Regions from separate parts of the Mus musculus genome. Here region 2 is linked to region 1. The links are chromatin contacts, called in public HiChIP or PLAC-seq maps. All regions are on one chromosome and are shown on one strand. The core of a region is the stretch at or near the end of the contact, and the rest is flanking DNA. Distances in the headings are between cores, read along the strand shown.

Region 1 (2,922 bases), core at 301-2,800:
GTACCTTCCCTGTTTCACTGAAAGTGTGGACACAGCCGGTCAGGAGATGCACCTTATGTCCTCTGCTCATTCCTGACTGGTCGGCTCACTCTAGAGCTTCGGAGAGCCCACGTTTTTATGGTGATAAAATGTGGACTCGTGTGGAGGGCAAGTTCTGTTCCGTGCCCTCACAGTCGCTAGCCACACTCCTTGGTCGGAACTATTCACATAATAGGGACCCAACCCAGGCTCCCTTATTCAACTAATCAATTAATTAATTAATTTTAATTTAAAATGCTGGAAGGAAATCCTCTGCATGCAAAGAAAGCAGTTAAGATAGCAATAGCAGAATGTCAGATTAAGCAGGAGACACCTTTTCTTTCTTCTGAGACCGGTTCTCGATACGTAGCCCAGGCTGGCCTCCAGTTCACAGAGATCCACCCACCCCTGCCTCCTGAGTGCTGATATTAAAGATGTTCACCACCACGTCCAGCTAAGCACTGTACATTTTGAGCACAGTGCTGTGTACAACTCCAGCTGTTGCACGCCACTGAATCTGGCTCCTCTTTAGTTCCCACCTCCCCAGGTTACTGAGACGATACACAGAAAATTATCAGCCCTGACGCGGCACACCATCAGCCCCAGACGTGCAGTGCCTATGTTATTATTGTACTATGAGCCAATCAAGGCATAAATAGTAGTCTTTGTTCCTGTCCCTAATTAACAGTGGCTTTGGCTCCATGGACAACACTAAAAATAAGTTCAGCACAGGTTTTGTGGGCATGGAGGCCACCTGCACTCATCAGTCTCATGTCAGATGTCCCAGGTTTCAGCCTGAGTCTTCACAGAGACTTCAGGAGCAAGGTGACATTGTCTCCTTTTATAGAGGAACAGCCATACAAGCATCCTCACATGGTTCCTGTGACTTTAGCCTCTGGTACTCAGGAACTGAGGGGAAGACCCAGGTATCAGGCCACAGTGCCCCTGTCATGTTAAGCAGAATGTCTGCCCTCTTCACTCCTAGTCTGAATACATGGGTGTCTCCAGGCTGGGTCCCTCACTTACCATCCCATGGGACAGTGTGCACCTTCATCATTTCCTGGTAGCCCTGGCGGAGGTAGCAGGCTGATTCTCCAAGTTCACTCATATCCATCATGGTGGCGAGAGGTGCAAAAGGAGGACCTGAAAACCGGGGCAGCAACTCAAAGCAGTCCTAGGCAGCGGGCTCTGCAAGACAGCAAAGACAGGAAACTCAGGGATGGGGAGCTAGACCCACACTGGAGTATGATCCTCTAACCACAAGGCTTGGGTGATGTCCTGGGTGAGCCTGCAACTGCACACCTCCAGACATAAGAGCATCCTCTGCTATAGGTACTGATGTCCTGGGCCCACCCATGGGCACTCTCCTGCCTTCCTTCCAGCTCCAAACCTACCCACCACCCTGATCACCCACCCTCAGCCCTGATCACCCATCCTCTGCCCTGATCACCCACCCTCTGCCCTGATCACCTACCCTCCACCTGATCACACACCCTCAGCCTTGATCACCCACCTGGCACCACGGTGAGGACAGGGAGCGGAGCACTGCTACCCCTTTTATTGCTGTTGTCAAGGTCAGCAAAGGAGAGCTATGTCAGCAATCTCCACGTGTCACAGCCCCCCCAGCCTGGCCACAGGACACAAAAGGCAAATTCCCTTTTATCTCCTCTAGCTCAACCCCTGGGCTATTTTTACCTCCCATTGTCAGGGGATCACAAAGGCGGAGAGAGGCAGTCACTCAGTCAGGAAGCTGGGATTCAGAGTGACAGGGACAAGGCAGTGAGGCACTCAGGAGTGGAAACTGAGTCACAGGGAGTCTCCTACACGCAGGAAAAAGACCTATACTTCCAGAAGGAGAGAGCAAGCAGACCAGGTAAAGGAGCCATAAAATCCCCACTGTGGCCATCGATTTCAGTTCTCAGTGAAGTCTAGAGGAAGACAGCACTAACCACGTGTCAAAGGTCAACAGTCACACAGACAGCACTGAAAGGACCTGCATCCTTCTACAGCACCTGGACACTACCCCTCAGCCTCTAGCTCCACCTCAGAGTCTCCAGAGGGAAATCCAACATGAAGAAAACCCAAACAAAGCTGGGCCTTGTGGACACCTGTAACTCCAAGTTCTCAGTGTTAGATCTCAAAGAAGCTCAAGACAAATGGCTGGGATGCAGTTAGCCATTTAGCCTGGGTTTGAGACCTAACACTCAAAAGGCCCAGGCAGGAAGGAGCCAAGTTCAAAGTCAGTCTAAGTAATTTAGCAAGACTCCCATATCCCAAAATTAAATAATAATAATAATAATAATAACAATAATTAATAATAATAATAATAGGAAGAAGGTTGGAGATGTAGATTCATGGAGAGTGCTTACCAAACAAGCTTGAGAAACTAGATGTGGTCCCTGACAGGAAGGAAGGAAGGAAAGAAGGAAGGAAGGAAGGAAGGAAGGAAGGAAGGAAGGAAGGAAGGAAGGAAGGAAAGAAGGAAAGAAGGAAAGAAGGAAAGAAGGAAAGAAGGAAAAGAAAGAAAGCCAGAGATGAAGCCATACAGTAAAAGGAGGAAGAAAACTTAGAAGTTTATACCAGTTAGGAGTGCCTCCATAGTCTGACATTCATGATTTACAGAAAGCCAACTTCTTGTACCCAACTCTCATGAAGAGTGGGATGCTTACAATTCAGTCTGTCCGATAAAACTCAAGAATATGTCAAGACACTTCCAGAATCTTCTGTCCATCAATTCATTCAGGGCTCGATGACATTGCAGGATTTTAGAATTATAGGCTCAAATGATCTAAAGAACATTGGATACAGAGCTGGAGAACCCCAGAGCCAGGATTCCAAGCAGATGCCAGGCTAAGCAGAGCATAAAAGGATCCAAGAACCTTGGACACTGGACATAGACCTAGG
Region 2 (3,063 bases), core at 15-2,514, 55 kb before region 1:
GTGACAGTCACTCTTTTTTAGGTTTCTTTTTTTTTTAAGATTTATTTATTTAATTATATGAGTACACTGTAGCTATCTTCAGACACACCAGAAGAGGGCATCCGAACCCATTATGGATGGTTGTGAGCTACCATGTGGTTGCTGGGAATTGAACTCAGGACCTCTGGAAGAAGAGTCAGTGCTCTTAACCACTCAGCCATCTCTCCAGCCCCTAGATTTCAATATTTTATTTTTAAAAACTCTACCGTAAAGGTATATACACATTTTAAATTTGCACCTGCATCAACAGGATACCATGAGGAGTGGGACTTCTCTTCCTCTTTTGCTTGCAACTCCACATTAGAAATGAGTAGTGAAGCCGGGTGTGGTGGCACACGCCTTTAATCCCAGCACTCGGGAGGCAGAGGCAGTCGGATTTCTGAATTCGAGGCCAGCCTGGTCTACAGAGTGAGTTCCAGGTCAGCCAGGGCTACACAGAGAAACCCTGTCTCGAAAAGAAAAAAGAAAAAAGAAAAAAGAAAAGAAGAAATGAGTAGTGAGCAAATTCTTGATGACTGCGTGAGTCTAACTCCCTTTGGAAATGGAAAGTTGAGAACTATGAAGTGATTTTGATCCACTGTGCTCTGAAATCATGAATAAGCAAGATAAAATAAGTTGAGAGGTAGTCAGAGGGTCACCACATTCCTCAGACAGGCCGCTCGCTCACTGGGCTCTTGAGGGAGATGCAGATAGTAGAGCTTAAGGCAGTGAGGAGGAAGGAGAGTGGACACTGTTTAAGAGTAAGTGCCCCACCACATAGAGCACTCTGCCCTGCATGGCTCATACGCGGGGTCGTGCCCTGCATGGCTCATTCGTGGGGTTGTGCACCTCTGGGTTTGGGGCATAAAATTGTTACTTTTTGTGCTACCATCTTGTTCTGAGTTCTTTTTTTATTGGGATTGGCAGTATATCAGACATTAGAAGCCACTTTTCTAATATAAATCAATGTAACAACAAACCTAAGCCCCCCCCCCCCCCCCCGTTGGCAAGTTGGAGGCAAAAGTGATGCCGTGATTTTCTGCCAGCAGAGTTGTCAGTGGGACATGAGGAGTGGTCAGGGTCTTACTCTGGATTCTAGTAATTCTGTTCTGAAAATAGACCTGAGTCTTTTTCTGGTGGCACTGCAGTGTAGTGAGGAGCTCGTGTGTTTGCTTAAAGCTGTACACAGTCTAAGGGCCTGTGCAGTGCCTGCCTTCCTAGTGCTGGGACTGAAGGCATACAACACATGCCGGGCATTCCAGAAGTGTGCTAGTGTTGCACTGTGTTTTCTTTGAGAAAAATAATGTTCCTCCTTCCTTTTCAGTAAGTGACGAGATGTCGAAGGACTGCTTGAGCATCCTGTACAATACCTGTGTCTGCGTGAGTACTCCTCCCATTGCGGCCCACTTACCTCCTGTCTTCAGATATTTTAGGGAATTCATTGCCTTATTTTCTGTGTGCCTGAGAATCAGGACCAGCAGGTAGAAATAATGGTGAGGCATAATTTTGTAGTACTTAGACCCAAAGCTACCTCAGCAGGCCCCACACCCTGTTGCCAGCACCCCATACACAGGTGTCCAAGCAGAGACTCACCATTACCAGTTGAAAGGTGACAAGTGTTGGTGGTGTACCCATGTCACAGAAGCAAAAGAAATGTTTAACTCTGTTCCTGCTAAGACCACAGAATGAGAAGCAGATAAGAAAGGAATGGATAAAGAAGAAGTAGATAAGAAAGGAATGGATAAAGAAGAAGCAGATAAGAAAGGAATGGATAAAGAAGGGTGGGCGCATAAGCCACAGAAGCTGGATGACAGAAATGGAGATGGTAAATGCTTCTCCCTGGCCAGCACAGAGAGCGAGCGAGCGAGCTGTTAGAGCACCTGTGCTGGTTGTGTCTGGATTATAACTTAGGCTTTGTCAGTGACTCTACGTTTCCTTAGAGCCACTTTATTGAAATAGGAAAAATAATTATTTTGATAATATATTTTATTAACACATCTAGTTAAGAATATTATCATTCCAATCAATATAGTTTTTAAGATAGTTTACTTTTTTGGTACCACGTTTTTGGAATCTAGTGTGAGACTCAACACCTAGAGTGTGTGTCAGTTTGCCATGTTGTTACAGCTTAGTAGCACAGCAAAGCACAGGTAGATATTAGGGCGAAAGGTTTAATTGTTAAGAATGTTCAACTATTTTTGCAATAAGACAGCATAGAAGAGAGTGACTCCATCATTGTCAAGTTCCCTGGAGAGGTGTTTTTTAAATTGTGGCCACTATTAATTAATCAGAGGCATCCTAGTGAACAGTCCAGTTTTTAAAAGTATAGCTACAGAGATGGCCCTGTGGTAACTCCCCATGCAAGCGTAGGGACCCATTTTGATCCCAGGTAACAGAGCAGATGTGCTGCTTGCCTGTAATCGCGGTGCCAGGAGGCAGAGGCAGGCGGGTACCAGGCCTGCTGGCTGCCAGCCGAGGTTACTTGCTGAGTTCTAGCCCAGTAAGACACTCAGCACATTTTTTTATCAGTCCCTTCATTTTGAAAATTCAATTTGATTGACATATTTACCTCATTGATTGTAATACCCTCTCAGTGATTTAAAAGCCAAGCTCTTGAACCTGACTTTAGAGGTTATTTGCCAGCTAGTTATTTTATTTCCTTCATTATCCTTGTTTTTTATTCTACCCTTTAAATACCGTCCATGTTCTAGGCTTACTGTAGATAGCAGAGGTGCAATGATAAATGATAGAGTGTCTGTTACACGACAGCGCTGGAGGGCCATGGATGGGGAAGGATGCAGACAGGCAGAGGTCAGGTGCTTTGAGGCTTCAGAGGAGGAAAAGTGCAAGTGTTCTGAGTGGGTAGGGATGCTTCACTGAGGAGAATCATCTGGATAGGTGAGTTGGTAGGCTTGCCTATTCCCATCTTTAACAGAGTGTGTGTGTGTGTGTGTGTGTGTGTGTGTGTGTAAGTTGGAGATCAACTTGTTGAGTGGGGCACTTCTTCCACCATGTGGGTCCAAGGATCAAATTTGGGTTGTTGAG

What was found. HiChIP or PLAC-seq counts read pairs in DNA pulled down with a chosen protein or histone mark.
Region 2: a contact with region 1 is called in an H3K27ac HiChIP or PLAC-seq map of extraembryonic endoderm stem cells. The contact joins the enhancer-like site here to the promoter of Myh7b in region 1. A contact is called at or near these places in 14 of 39 promoter capture datasets (the 3T3-L1 cell line, 3T3-L1-derived adipocytes, the HPC-7 cell line and 9 more), 5 of 484 Hi-C or Micro-C datasets (the G1E-ER4 cell line, the P5424 cell line, embryonic stem cells and 1 more), 3 of 115 datasets of contacts at active chromatin or transcription factors (the HPC-7 cell line, embryonic stem cells and extraembryonic endoderm stem cells) and 3 of 9 other capture datasets (adipose tissue, liver and pancreatic islet).

The regions. Positions count from the first base shown.
Region 1 is chr2:155,609,871-155,612,792 of GRCm38.p6, reverse strand. It overlaps Myh7b (myosin, heavy chain 7B, cardiac muscle, beta), which reads right to left and starts at 1,550. Exons shown (of 42, transcript NM_001085378.2): 1 at 1,532-1,550; 2 at 1,045-1,206. The coding sequence starts at 1,135.
Region 2 is chr2:155,664,537-155,667,599 of GRCm38.p6, reverse strand. It overlaps Trpc4ap (transient receptor potential cation channel, subfamily C, member 4 associated protein), which reads left to right. Exons shown (of 19, transcript NM_001163452.1): 5 at 1,343-1,398. Among named protein-coding and RNA genes, the nearest start is that of Gm22334, 13 kb to the right of the region's middle. Within about 2 kb of position 1,264, at least 3 of the 459 cell types and tissues checked have an H3K27ac peak or open chromatin away from gene starts, as enhancers often do. A contact at or near this core is called in extraembryonic endoderm stem cells, where this site is marked.